2 separate regions of the Sus scrofa genome follow, and region 2 is linked to region 1. The links are chromatin contacts, called in public Hi-C maps. All regions are on one chromosome and are shown on one strand. Each heading gives the region's core, a stretch centred on a gene start, on an enhancer-like site or on the middle of the called end of the contact. The rest is flanking DNA. Distances are from core to core; before and after follow the strand shown.

The links. Hi-C and Micro-C count contacts between places; a contact is called where the count stands out from the background.
Region 2: a contact with region 1 is called in a Hi-C map of subcutaneous adipose tissue, with 1.7 times the contacts expected there. The contact joins the promoter of PELO here to the enhancer-like site in region 1. A contact is called at or near these places in 6 of 47 Hi-C or Micro-C datasets (embryonic fibroblasts, mesenteric adipose tissue, retroperitoneal adipose tissue and 2 more) and 1 of 2 datasets of contacts at active chromatin or transcription factors (skeletal muscle).

What each region holds. Positions count from the first base shown.
Region 1 is chr16:32,022,906-32,029,814 of Sscrofa11.1, forward strand. All of the region lies in intron 1 of LOC106506482 (a long non-coding RNA gene), which reads right to left. Among named protein-coding and RNA genes, the nearest start is that of PELO, 100 kb to the right of the region's middle. Within about 2 kb of position 4,821, at least 23 of the 83 cell types and tissues checked have an H3K27ac peak or open chromatin away from gene starts, as enhancers often do. A contact at or near this core is called in mesenteric adipose tissue and subcutaneous adipose tissue, where this site is marked.
Region 2 is chr16:32,128,209-32,135,399 of Sscrofa11.1, forward strand. It overlaps PELO (protein pelota homolog), which reads left to right and starts at 2,046. Exons shown (of 4, transcript XM_013984761.2): 1 at 2,046-2,180. ITGA1 (integrin alpha-1) reads left to right here and starts at 2,057. Exons shown (of 31, transcript XM_021076769.1): 1 at 2,057-2,180. The coding sequence starts at 2,120. All of the region lies in intron 1 of LOC106506482 (a long non-coding RNA gene), which reads right to left.

The sequences.
Region 1 (6,909 bases), core at 3,571-6,070:
TGAATGAGTTCATACCTTTTCTTGCCAAAGGACTTTCTCTTTAGAATATCTTTTCTTCGTTAATTCTATTACCATCCATCCACCAATCAGTTACTGGATTCTTTTTCCTTATCATCTCTGCCACTGCCTTAATTTAGGACTTTATTGCTCTTGCCTACAATATCGTAACAACTTTTTGGACTACCCTACTGCCTCCAGTATTGAATCCTTCCATTCTCCTACCAAAGAGAAATTTCTGAAAAGCAAATCTAAGACCCCCCCCCCTACTTAAAACTCTTAATGGCTCCCCTGCAATGGAAAGCTGAGACTTCTCAGGATGACATACAAGGTCCTCCATGTATGCTTGAAGTTAAGGCTTCATGTCTCCATCTTCCGCTTCCACTCCCCCAACTCCTTTACTTCATGTCTAACCTCTTTCCTTTTCTACTTCCCTGACTCCTTCATGCATTAATCGCCTGTGTTCTAGACACTCAGAAATACTTTTAATTTTCCAATAAATATCATGGATTTCACACACCTTTGGGCCATGGTTCAAATTCTTCATGCTCCTTCGGTGTGCTACCATCTTTGGACTTTTGGATAAACCCTTCCTTAATTACTCTAACATCTAGATCTCTCAGGATATCTTGCTCTGCTAAATTTTCCTTAAGTCACTCACTCAGACTTGTTAACTCTTTCCTTTGTGCCAGACTGTACCTAGAATAGAACGTAATTCTAATACTATATGCATAACATTTCATTTTAAATTAATTTTCAGAATGTCTTTCCTACTAGACTTTGAAATCTTTAAAACAGAGAAGCATGTCCTTTTTTCCCCTGTGTTCACAAAGACTTAGAGAGTGTTTGGTATGAAAGAAGTAATAAAAATTACATTAAAATTAGCTAAGAATAGAATTAAAATTATATAAATTCTATGATTTGGAAGTCATCATTCTAGCTATTATAGGGGTTACAAATAAAACACTGTTTTATACTTAAAAGAGCTAATGAAAGTTGTTAAGATGCACATGTAAATAAAAGTATAGCAAGATAGAAAGCAATGTTGCAGTGAGAAATGAAGAAAGAAGAGGTTTTTTTTTCTTTTTTTCCCTAACAAAAAATGACTAGAATGTTTTTATGGGGAAAAGGAAATAGATCTGAGAATTGAGAGAGTCATGGAGCCAAAATCCAGACCCAAAGTGTGTAAGATTTAATTGGAATAAATCAGAAGCCTTTAAAGTTTTGCATTGATCATGTTGATGTCAAAATGATTAATTGACAGCAGTACAAAGGATAAATTAAATCGATGAAGGCTAGATGCAAAGAAGCTATTTAAAGAATTATTACAATATTCCAGAGAAACCATTCTGAGAGACTTTATACTTGAATCTCAGGGAACTGCAAAGAGGGAAAGCAAAGAGGTGGGAATAAACTTGGGATGTTTGTAAGAAAGGATCAATGAAACTTAGCAAGTAGTTTCATACAGGGCCAAATTAAAAATAACAACAACAACAAAGCCTCACTCAAGAAGAATTAGAAATTTTAAATATGAAGGATTGAAAGTATTGTGATACCATTAACAGAAACAGGGACTACATTAAGAAAAGCTTTGAAAAGGAAGATTACTTCTTTTTTTGTCACATACTTGGAGCCAGTGATACATCCAAGTAGGGATGATCAGTACAAAACTGGAAAGTTGTCTAAAAGAATCTGAAAAGGATTGTAGTTGAAAGTAAAGATTTTGATCATTCATCTAAAGAAGATATTTAAAGACATGAGAATGAGTGTTAACGCTAAAAGATAAAATGTAGGAAGAAGTTTGGCACAGAAACGTGGGAAAAACTTACATACAGAAAACCAGAGGAAGAAAAGAACCCCCAAAGACAGCATGAAACACCAAAACAATCATGAGATCGTGATCACTGAAACTGAGGAAAAGCAAAGTGTAAATACAAAGAAGTTATCGACAAGATCTAACGACACTGAAGTACTTAAAAGTTGTGCTATCCAAGAGGGTGGCCATCAGCTACATGGACCTGCTTAAATATAAATTAAATTAAATTAAAAATGTAGTTTCTAGGCTGCATTAGTCACATTTCAAGTGCCTCACACCACACATGGCAAGTGGCTTCCATAAAACAACAGTGCAGATATAGACTTAATCTATCATGACAGAAAATTCTTTTAGACAGGGTTGGATTGAGAAAGAAAAATAAATTTTAAAAAGTTGGTCTTCCCACAGAGAACAGATTCGTAGTTGCCAAGCGGGAGGGAGGAGGGAGTGGGATGGATGGAGAGTTTAGGGTTGGTAGATGCAAACCATTACATTTAGAATGGATAAGCAATGAGATCCTACTGTATAACACAGGGAATTATATCCAATCTCTTGGGATAGAACATGATGGAAGACAGTATGAAAAAAAGAATGTGTGTATATATTTGGCACAACACTGTAAATTAACTATCCTTTAATAAAAAAATAAAAGAAAAAAGAATTTTTTTTTAAAAAAGTGGTCTTTCAAGGCATTTAAAAACATTAGTATCACAATTAGATCAGAATTAATTCCTCCTTATTCCACTTACAATCTGTGTGTCCCTCCATAAACTAATCTCTTTATACCCAGTTTTTAGCACTTAACCCCTAGAGTTCTTTTCTAAGTGGTTAAATGGTGAGATAGGATATTTTACCATAATTCCTGAACCACTGTTAGTCCTCAATAAAAGAGAAATAGCAGCAGCCCCAGCAGTACACTGCAGAGGGATGAAGTCAGACTGCTGATGATTAAGAAAATGGGTGGTCGTTATGTGGATGCAGCAGGCCTGGATGAGACCTTCAGGAGACAGAAAGATATAAATGTAGATTATGCAAGTAACACTTAGGGGATAAGTTCTTTTAAAGTAGGTGCCCTAGTGGACACATGAGCATAAGGGGATGACAGAAAGAATACATGAAAAGGGAATCCATAGGAACAACTCTGGAAAGATATGAAATTATCAATTTATACTCATTGCTGAAGGAATGATTGTATTTCCTGTCAATGATAGCATATATCCATGTAGAGATTGGCTAAGGGAATTTTTACTGAGGAACTGCAAGAGCAAATCAAAACAAGAGCAAAAAGTATTTCCCATTGTCACTGAAATTGTACTTTATTAGGCTAGGGATTGGTTTTATTTCTAAAATCCAAGTCTGCTTTTATTGATAGTTACTGCTTCGAATCCTAATTTGAAGAAGATTCTGAAGCTATATTTCAACTCACTTGGGAAGACTGCATGAATGAAGAGTACTTCCACAGGGACACAGAAGTCAACTCTGCATGTGACCCTGGTTCATTTGGTTTCACGTGATTAAATGGTCAGCTAAAAAGAACCATCCTGAGCTTTTCTTCTCCAGAAGGTCTCCTGCTGCTGGACACAGAGACTGGAAGAGCTTAGATTCTGTCCTTAGAGAATAGTACTCTAGTGTTCCACATCCATGTAACCAAAAAGCCATTCTTATTCCTTCACCAAACCCAGGATAAATTTCCCCAGGCCCTCATTTCCCACCCTTCCCGTGCTCTAAGACTTCCAGATGACCTCAATGCAAAATTCATCCCCACTTGCTCTCCAAGATCCTGAGAGGCACCACTGGCCCCTACCCCTGTCAAATGTTGACATTCTTTCCACATACTGTTCATAGCCACTTGAAATTTGAAAGGCAGAGAGCAGTTTCTTGAACTGGTTAAGGACGTGGGTCATGAAAGAAGAAGGCTGGAATTAAAAAAAAAAAAAAAAAAAAACCAACAACAAAAAAACACAGTTGGTAATACTGAGAACTTAACCTAGGTCTTTCTTTTGTTTTGTTTTGTTTCCTTTCAGGATTGAAGGTGATGAGCATTGAACTGATAGGAGGAAATGCATCACTAAACATGAAGACATAAATTGGGTGCCTAAAACGTAAATAGTTTAAAGATTCATTGTAACAGGCCCCAAATGCTATTCCTTTTTTCTGAACTTTGAGTTATCTACCAATCATTAGTCAATGCATTTGACATTGGTGATAAAATGATGAACAAGATGTCACTTTATTGACTTCAAGGCAATAAAGGGCTTGCACATAGTAGGCACACAATGATTTCTGTTGTTTCTAAGTGAGTTGAGAAAGGGAATGAAGTTGCTACTTGACTATTTGTAAGGGACTTTAACTGCAGTCATTACACACTCTTTTTCATATACTGGGCCTAAAACTTCCTGAAACAACAGTGATCACGCGCATCATTAAATGTGTCAGAGTAACTTAGACTAGACTAGACTAGATTTGCTTAGACTAAACGAATTTTTCCAATTCCCTTCATAATCTTTAATCATCCATATTTAAAAAAATACAGAATATTGCTCACATCCTAGTTCCCAATCAATTTAAAATCCCAGCATGGTTGTTTATGTCTTACCCCTTCTCACCCCAGCCCCCAACAAAAACAACTAATTTTAGAAGAGAGGCAAATTCCTGGATTAGGTCAGGTTTTGCCAAAAATATAGTAGCCAGACATTACCACATGCTTAGTTGCTCTGCTCTAATATATCTTTCTTCCTTAAACTGAATCATTTATGACAGGTTTATGGAGAACTTGGAGAAAAATGGAAGAATCATTTTGAATGATCCTGTTCAGCTGGAGGGGAAGGGGAACAGGAATGAAGGCTTTTTCCTCTTCACCTGACATATGCCTAATCCTTAAGGTTTTATTCTCCATGATCAAATGACTTTGAAAAATTAAAGAATTGGGGAAGTGAGACAGGGAGTAGTTAGGCTAAAACAGAGAACTTTCAGTTTGTTGAGGCACACCCAAAAAACAGGGCAATGTGAAACTGAAAGAAGACTTGCTCTTTGAATCTCAGTGCTGTTATACAGGAGCTCTGTGGCTATGGAAGCCCAAAAGAGCCTTTCATTTCTCTCTGAGGCAAAAACATTTCTATGTAGATGCAAGAGCTCTGTAAATCAACCAAGCCTTCCAACTCAGTGCCTCAACTCTCTCTCTCTCTGTTTATATACACTAAGCATATGCTTCCTGTGACCACTTCAAAAGAAATATAACTTTCTTAAATATTATTTAAGTGCAGCTCTATGGCTGTGAAAGAGAGAAAGTATAAATGACTTTGAATCTTTTACTACACGGGTGGAGAAAGAAGGAAGGAGTGATTGAAATGCTACGCTGACCAGTCTAGGAAATGGGTAATAACTTGTGATTAAATGCAGATGTTAACCTGAAAAATTCAGTTAATCACAGATATTAAACATGCCTGGAAGCTATAAAAAAAGCAGAGAGTAAAACCAATGAATAACCTTTCATTGAAGTAGTGTAGTGACACACAATTCATATTGGGAAAAAAAATGGACTAAATTTAAATTACTTCAACTTTTCCATCTTGTATAAATGTTTATGTACAAATGAACAGACCATTACATGGACTTGTACCAGGGAACATGGGCAAATTAAATAAATCAAAATTGGAGTGGAAAGAGCCATGAATGACAGGTGTGTAAGTAGCACTTAGAAAGGAACAAGCTGAAAAATATTCCATTTGGGTAAGCATAAACCATGCTAGAAACATTACAAACAAGTTTTAGAATTCAGAATGCCTGTCATATCTAAAGATAGCACAATAATTTAAAAAGCAGATCAAAACTGGCCATAAATGGTGCTTGGAGATCACAACTAAGCGTTTCATAGCTAATGCTCCCCAGCCTAGCACTGAGCTTGGCACATCATTGACACTCCATAAATGTTGGCTCTGATTTATTGTTAGTGGTGCTCCTCAAAATAAAATACCTGAATGTTATAGTAAGAAGAAGACTTCAAATAGAATTCAAATAAGTAAGTATAATTGCTACTATAATATACATATTCATACATTTGACCAACAGTCACCACTCTGCCATGTCCAGTAACCAATCTAACATTGTTGAAAAGCACCTATATTTCACTTTGAGCTACAATGAGTCTCTCATTCATCATTTTCAGCTGCTGATTTATCACTTTCAGCAGCTGGTTCTTCAAAGCTCAGTTGTAAATGCAGTCAGAAGTTTGGGGATAGAAGAGGACAGACTGGCTTTCTGGAAAACAAAACAACTATTTCTTAACAATATCTGCTTTCCAAAGCAGCTTCCAGAACACATTTTCACAAAACATGGAGATTGGGCATATCCATATATCAGGGGGAAGAAAAAAACATAGTCCTAAGAGCTATAATACGGGTCAAATCACATTAGGAAGACTGGAGAGAATTCTGGAGTTTCCAATAGTAGATAAGCAAAATGAAAGACTTTGGTGTTGAGGAAACCAAAACTACGAATTCCTAGTGCCACTGATCCAACTGCCTGGCTTAACTGTTTTTCTCCACCAGATTAAATAAGTACGCAGTGTTTTGGCTCTAGAGAGCGTCTCCCTCCATAAAATACAAAGGGAAAGGATTTTGATGAAATTGGTTTAAAAAAAAACAAAAACGAAAAATGAGCTGAACATGCAATCCAGTATAGAAAGCAAAGGAAGCAGGCCCATTAGGAGGTTTATAAATTGGAATAAAATGACAGGATAGAAGGATAAGTCTTAAGGTCAAAGTCACGCTGTGCAAGTGAGACCAAGTCAGCTCAGATTCTCATGTTCAGCATGAACAACCAGTCGACAGTTTCTGTGGCAGAAAGGGAGAGCTGGAGAATGTTAAAGCTGAGAAGACACCTCAGATCTCATACTTATCATCCTTAATAGTAATTAAGGAAGAAACTTCTACTGAATGAGGCTTGTAGAGACTCCATCACATATTAAGTCTTGCCTTTTCTAGCATATGCAAAATCCCACATTTTCAATGGACCAATGTTTGCAAAGTTAGTAATGTTATCATTGTATTGCTACACATTGGTTTTCCTTATCACAGGGCAAGTGCTCTCCAAAATAA
Region 2 (7,191 bases), core at 796-3,295, 100 kb after region 1:
CAGGGAGACTATAGATAGAGAGATGAGATAAATAGAAGAAAGGCACTGTATGGCAGAACTGACAGCAAGTTAATGAAGATGGGAAAGAGACTGGAAAGTCAAACTGGGGTAGAGAGCACTGAATGCTGGCAAGGGAGCCCAAGTAATGTCTAGTGGGACTGAATTGTGACCCAAAACAATGCAATTTTTTTAGAGATTTATTTCTGCAATTTTGAAGATAGGATTAAGAAATGAAAATATGAGAGCTGTAAACAGGGGAAAGAGGATTTTTAATATATTTACTAAGTGAATCACTTCAAATTTGTAAATTAGAAGAGGAATTATTTGGCTGACAGTTCCCATTCTGAGATTTGATGGCCTTTTTATATTTATTGAATCCCTTATTTATTTATGTATTGACCATGCCTGAGGCATACAGAAGTCCCCAGGCCAGAGATGGAACCCTTGCCAAGGCAGTGACAATGCCCGGTCCTTAACCACTAGGCTACCAGGGAACTCCTTCATTAAACTTTTAAAATGTTGTCTTTTCCAACTTTTAGCCCCTGCAATCTTCTATTTGGCAATCTATAAGTCATCCTCAAGGGCTTCTCCCTGCCCTTTCCTGGGATGCTCTGGCTTGTATCACCTATGTTGTGCTCCAGGCAATGAGTCCTCCTTTGGGTGGCACTCTTGTCCTGTCTAGCCCTAGTCCTACTAGAACAAAACAATTAGTAGTTGAACCGAACTGAATCAAATCAAATGAAGTTGAATAGAATTTAATGGCTCCACCACCTGTAAACACAAATCCACTCATCCATGCCTTCCCTTTCTTTGAAATTCTCAAAACCATTAAGACAGGGATGCTTAAAAAATAGCCAGTATTCAGTGAAACTAACATGTGGATGTGGCTCTTGACTCAAAGGATGTACAATGCACCAGACAAAAGAAGCACTGCAAACTCCCAAGTGCTTCTTCTGGCCTGGGTCTCCTGAGGAGGCATTCCAAGCCCCAGCATTTGTGATGGGCCAACTTAACTTCCCAATTCCGAGTGATGGGAGTGAGGAAGAAGGGAGTAACATGTTCCTGACTTAATGCACCCTTACTTGTAAAAGTCTGTAGCAAGAAATAAAACAGCGCCCCAAGTTCTTTATTAGATTTAACTGCCAATGTACAAACATCCTAATTCAGATTAAACAAAATAGCCCACACACATTCCATTTCTAAGGAGAATGTTTTCCTCCCTTCCTTCCCCTCCCGCTTCCCTCTTACATTTATATCTTTCTGCATTTCTTTTTTCCTCCTAGTCTTGTTTCTCCTTTCCTCTAGCTTATCATAGACTTCCCAAAGAAAAGCCTCCCTAGGACCACAAACCACCACAAAGGGAGCAAACTCTCCATAAGTGAAAGCCAAGGCCTCCGTGGGGCGTGTCGGGGTGGCACCCCCACCCCCTTTTAGTGCGAGAGGACCGGACAGCGAAGTTCAACTGTCCACAGGAGAAGGACGGGGAACACATCTGCTCGCTTTCACAGACTGAGAGATTGTTTCTGCGCAATCGGACCCAAGGAAAGCAGCCTCTCCTTAAGGGCCGAGGGGCCTTGCTCTTTGAAAGTACCCTTCCTGCCCAGACCCCGGGAGAAGTGAGGGTGCGAAGGCGGAGCCACCAGGCTGGCGACACCCTCCCGAAGGTCCGGCCCTCACCCGCCTCTTCCTACCACCTTAGGGAGTTGGCACGGGGAGCGGAGATCACCCTCTCAATGAAAGGCAGATGTCCCTTTAAGGTTTGCCTCGCAGCTCGTGGACTTTAGCCTAAACACGGACCCGCGAAGCTGGCTTTATTTGTCCATGTCTCGGACAGAGCCTGGGAGGCTGCCAGAGAGATTTCAGAGCCCGAGAGCGCAAAGGGGCGGGAGATGTGGCAATCCTGCTGAAAAGCGTGGAGTGGATTTAGAGGCACTGGTCGAAAACACAGGAAATCACTTTGCTCCTCCCGGGCTCCGGGGCCAACAGGGCCAGCGACTGAGACCTGTGGCGTCTCGCGGAGTGACCCAGAGCAACGCGGATCCCGAGCGCGGTTTCACCGAGCCCTTCCCTCCGATCCAGTGCGTCCCCGGGTCCCCCAGGGGCTGCGACCGCTCCGGCCATGGCCCCCCGGCGCCGCGCCAGCCCAGGGGTCGCTGTCGCCAGCTGCTGGCTCCTCACCGGTGAGCGACCCTGCTTTTCTCTGAGCATCTCCTACGCGCAGGGTTCGGGAATCGCGCCTCGGGGCTTAAAACAGGGAGGGAGGCAAGCAGAGGGCCGGCGCAGAGGGAAGAAGGGAGCGCAGATCTACTCGCGGGCGATCCAGTAGTCTGGGCAGGTTGGAGTACAGAGAGCGGTGTCTGCGTTTGGTTTCGACATGGATTACTTTTGAGGTCGTTTCAAAACCCTCACCCCAATCGTAGGCAGAAGCCGTGCTGAAAATTTTACAAGCTGTTATTGACTTTTCAAATTAAAGTTGTTTTTGACCCTATACCTGGTATTTTAGGGCTTTGCTGATGGCTTTTTTTTTTTTTTTTTTTTTTTTTGAGAGAGAGAGGTAACTAGCGAGTACCTGATTTACATGCAAAACTCCCATCCTCAGTTTGCTCAGGAGTGAGCATTATTACTTTTCTTGCTCTCAAGTATTCAAGATATTTTCTGCCAGGAAGAAAAGAGAAGAATGCAAGGCAAAGTTGCCTCTTATCCCCAAAATGATGTTTCTGTCTTAGTACCCAGGAGAAGGAACGTAGTGAAATTGAGGGAGGAATAGTGAATATTTACTTTGTAAATACCGCAGACCAGACTAACTTCTTAAATGCAAGATACACTATTGTTAGTTGTGCGTAAATAGGTATCTTTTAGCAGAGACAAAAAACAGTAGAGATGCAGTTATATTCAATTTAGAAAAATAGATTGAATCATAGCATTTTCTAAGATTTTCCAAATGATTAACCAGCTCCTAAGGGGGGAAAGCTGCAAGGGTGAAGGAAAGAGAAGGTGGATGGGGTAAAGCTTTGTGTGAAAGATGGTTTATTAATGGTTGGCTTTAGTATATCATCAATAGTCAATCAATATTCAGTGTCTTTATGCTAGCATGTTTATTAGTACTTGTTAACAGCATTTTACCATTTTTAAAAAGCATTGATCACACCGGTTTAGCCTGGCATACATGCTCAAGCACTGTTAAGTTTCATGAAGATCACTTCTAAATGGATTATTAGAAAGCAAAGCTTTTTTAAAAAGTGGGGTGGTATAAAGAGAGTGAGCTAAACATTTCCCACTACTCAGGAAATGACCAATAATCCAAACACTGGCAACTTCTGAACTGCTTTACCAGTCAGTGAGTGGTTGACCTTGTCATCAGCCACTATTACTCTTTACACGTATTTGACCTATGACTCCTCTCCAACTCAAATTTTTTGGAGGTTGTTTGCATTTTTTGTTGTTGTTGTGCAAAATATGAGTGGTTTACTAACTACCCAAGTTGTACTTTTTTCATTTTACCAAATAAGCTATCACCAATGTAGAAAAGATCAAATGAGGTTTGTATATCCTCTAAAAAGACAAGAATGAAACTTGAAAAAGCAGAGGTAAACAAAATACAATTTCATGTGTGTGTGTGTTTTAAGTTCAACTATTTTATTTTCCATGCCTAAAACAGTCCCAAGTTGTATACTGTGGGTTTTCTGCAATTACTGGGGGTAATAAATCTTGCTGAATCCAGGAAGGGACTTAACAGAAACTACTGCATACATATTTCTAAGTTACTTAATTATCTTTTGTGTACATGTATACATGTATTATATCTCAATCTATACATGTATATTATTCAATCATATTGAAATTTATAATTTAAAGTTATCTCAGATTCAACAAGTTCCTCATATGTGCTATAGTTATGCCCATTTCACAGTACAACATAGAGATCTGAAATTTGACTTCTTCCTTTCCTTCGTTGGTTACCCTGTCAGTCATCATGTTGTCAGCTTCCTTAGAACCTTCTCATCAATTCATAGAGTCCACAACTAATCTGGGGTCTTATCACTACACCCATTCATGCACAGTACTATAGAGTTCATCTTATTGTCTTCAGTCTGCACCTAACCTCTAATTCTTGTTAAGAATACATAATTTTCATTATACCTTTGTCGTTAGTCAAAAATCTTTGGTGGTTCTTTGTTATCTTTCATCAGATAAAATCCAAAATTCTCAACTGACCTTTCAGGGTCTGCCCTAATCCAGCACCCTCTGTCTCCCATACCCCTGTATCAGTTTCCTATTGCTGTTGTAACAAACTGCCACAGATTTACTGGCTTAAAACAAGACAAATTTGCTACCCACAGTTATGTAGGTCAGAAGTCTCACAGGACTAAAATCAAGATGTCGGCAGGGTTGTTTTTCTTCTGGAGGCTCTAGGGGAGAATCCACTTCCTTGCCTTTTCCAGCTTCTAGAGGCCACATACATTCCTTGGCTTGTGGTTCCATTCTCCATCTCAAAGCCAACAAAGTAGCATCTTCAAATCTTTTCCTGTGATTCTGCTTCATCATCACATCTCCTTCTCTAACTCTGATTCTACTTCCTTCTTCCTATAAAAATCCTAGGAATGCTGGGCTTACCTGGATAATCCAGTATAATTTCCCATCTCAAGATCATTAATTAAATCGTATCTCCCAAATTCCTTTTACCATATAAGGCAATATATTTGCAGGTTCCAGGGATTTGGAAATGAACATATTTGATAGATTATTATTCTGCCTACCAAAACCTCTGAACATTAAACTGCCCATGATAGCTGGTCATATTTCCTTCCCCATAATTCTCATGCTCATTTTGCTGTTATGCATATGATACTATTTTATGCATCTAGAAAAGCATTCCACCCTTCTTTCTTACCATTCCCTGCCATCCAACCAAACTCTCTATAGTCTTCAAAGCTGGGTTTGAACCACCTACCCAATAAACCATCTCAGTAAACTTCCCTTTATATTTAGAACTGTCTTGTATTAGCTTTTTTCAATATTTAAAAATGATTCATCACGAAAGATGCCCTTCTCTAAGTCCAAATAAAGTTTTATTGTTATATATGTCAAAGTCCCCAGCAAAAAACCAGTGGCACATATGAAGGGTTTAACTGAAGAAAGTTAAATAAAGGGACTATTTGCAGAAGCATTTAAAGGAATTGACAAAAGATGGTGGAACACCTAGAACAAGCAATAGTAGGAAGAAAGCACTTGAAGCAACAGTGGGAAGAAAAGCCATTACCATTCCCATGTCTGGGAAGGTAGCAATCTGTCAGCCTGACCATGAACTCTGGCTATGGAAGAGGGGGCCACTGAATAGGAGCTGTGGCCCTAGGAAGAGGAATGCAGCTAGTGGCAAAGTTGAAGCCCAGCAGGGAGACATCAGGGGAAATGAATACCCCCTCCTTTTCTTCCTGCCCTCAAATGCCTTGTCCAGTCCTCCTATTGGCCATGTCCAAATGGCAGAATTCAAACTACCAGGGGACAAAGGTCGAAACAAACAATAACAGAGAAACTTACTGCTGAAAGGCAGATTTTTTTCAAGAATGTATTTTGTACGAGGCCCTGTGCCAAGAATTTTGCACATATTACATTTTAATCTCAAAGAAAGGGAAAAGTTTGGAAGTATTACCCATATTTTAGAGATGAAGAAACCAAAACACTAAGAAACCAATTTGTCCAAAGTCACACAATTAGTAAATGGCAAAGCCTGTACTCAATTCACATCTCTCATGCTCTGAAATGATACACCATATAGGCTGTCTAAATTTAAGTCCATTTCCCTCTTGCACAATCCTCCAAGTATAATTCTCTAAAAGACTTTGATAAGGATCTAATTAATGATGAAGTAAGTCTGTTATTTTCATGGCTCTTAGGTATACAGTGAAATTAGATGATATCGCTCCCTACATTAATTATAATTCAAATAAGACTCCTATCTCCAGTTAGTAAGAATACAAATACAGAAAATTATCCCTAGTTATATGGCTTTCTTCCCTAGAAACAGTTTAGTTAGGCTACAAGCAAGAGACCTTTGTGACTTTGTTCACAGGCAAGATTTTCTGTTCTAAAAGAAGTCCAGTGAGGCAATGGTTGAATATGGAAGGAAGTCAGCCATCTAACCCATAACAAAGAAATGACCTCCAAGGCACACAGTGGATTGACAGGAACTACGGATGATAGTGAAAATACTTAGTTGTTATGATGCCTATAAAGGCAGTGATAAATTCATAGGACTTCTGTTTTTTTCAATAAATAGGCAATGGCAGTAGCAATAACATATACAGGCCAGACTAGTTTGCCTATTTTGCTTCCCTGCTATCATTATGCCATTTTGATGCATGAGCTCTTGGGCCACAACTTGTAATTGTTGATTTTACTTCCTTAGATGAATGCTCCTCTGCCTGTGTTCCAATATCTCAATCCAACAAACTTCCCATTAGATGTAGAACTTGCTGAATTCTAATATGCCCTGAAGTAATTCATAAAATAAAGGTGCTCATGTTTAAAATGCTTTCAGAAAATTAGGCATCAAAATGCTATTCTTTACCTACACTGCACTTCTGTTGTATGAAATACAAAATAGTGTATTTGAATTCATGTTAAGAAATTGAGATGAAAGATATTTGGAATTGTTGTCACAATGCTGAAGTCAGAATACATTGCCTATTCAGAGTGGTCTGTGACTGGAGAATTGTTTTCACTCTCAAAGCAAGTACAGTAGAGTACCAACAAATGTAAATGAGCTGAATATACTCCTGTCCTCATGATTGTTGAGCTTCTTTCAGTTCACCACTGTGCCAGCTCTCTGAAGCCTCCAGGCCTTTGCATAAGCAGTAACACTGCTACTGATACTTAAGTTCCCATATGATTGTCATTTCCAAGAACCCAGTGGAGTACCTCGGACCCCCTCTTCCAGAGATGTGTATGCCTCTAGCACTTGCACTTCTATAATATACCACATACTAATTACAATTATAATTATACCACATATCTGTCTTCCCAGCCTGCTTGTGCTCTGTGAGGGTAGAGTCTTTGCTTGTTTATTATCCTTGCCATCGAAGAATAATAGGCACTTGAAAATGTGTTACTGAGTGATTCACAAAATAATAGGCTACAGACAAACTCATAAAATAGTTAAAGGGTCAGGTTGTCTGTTCTAATTATATCCAA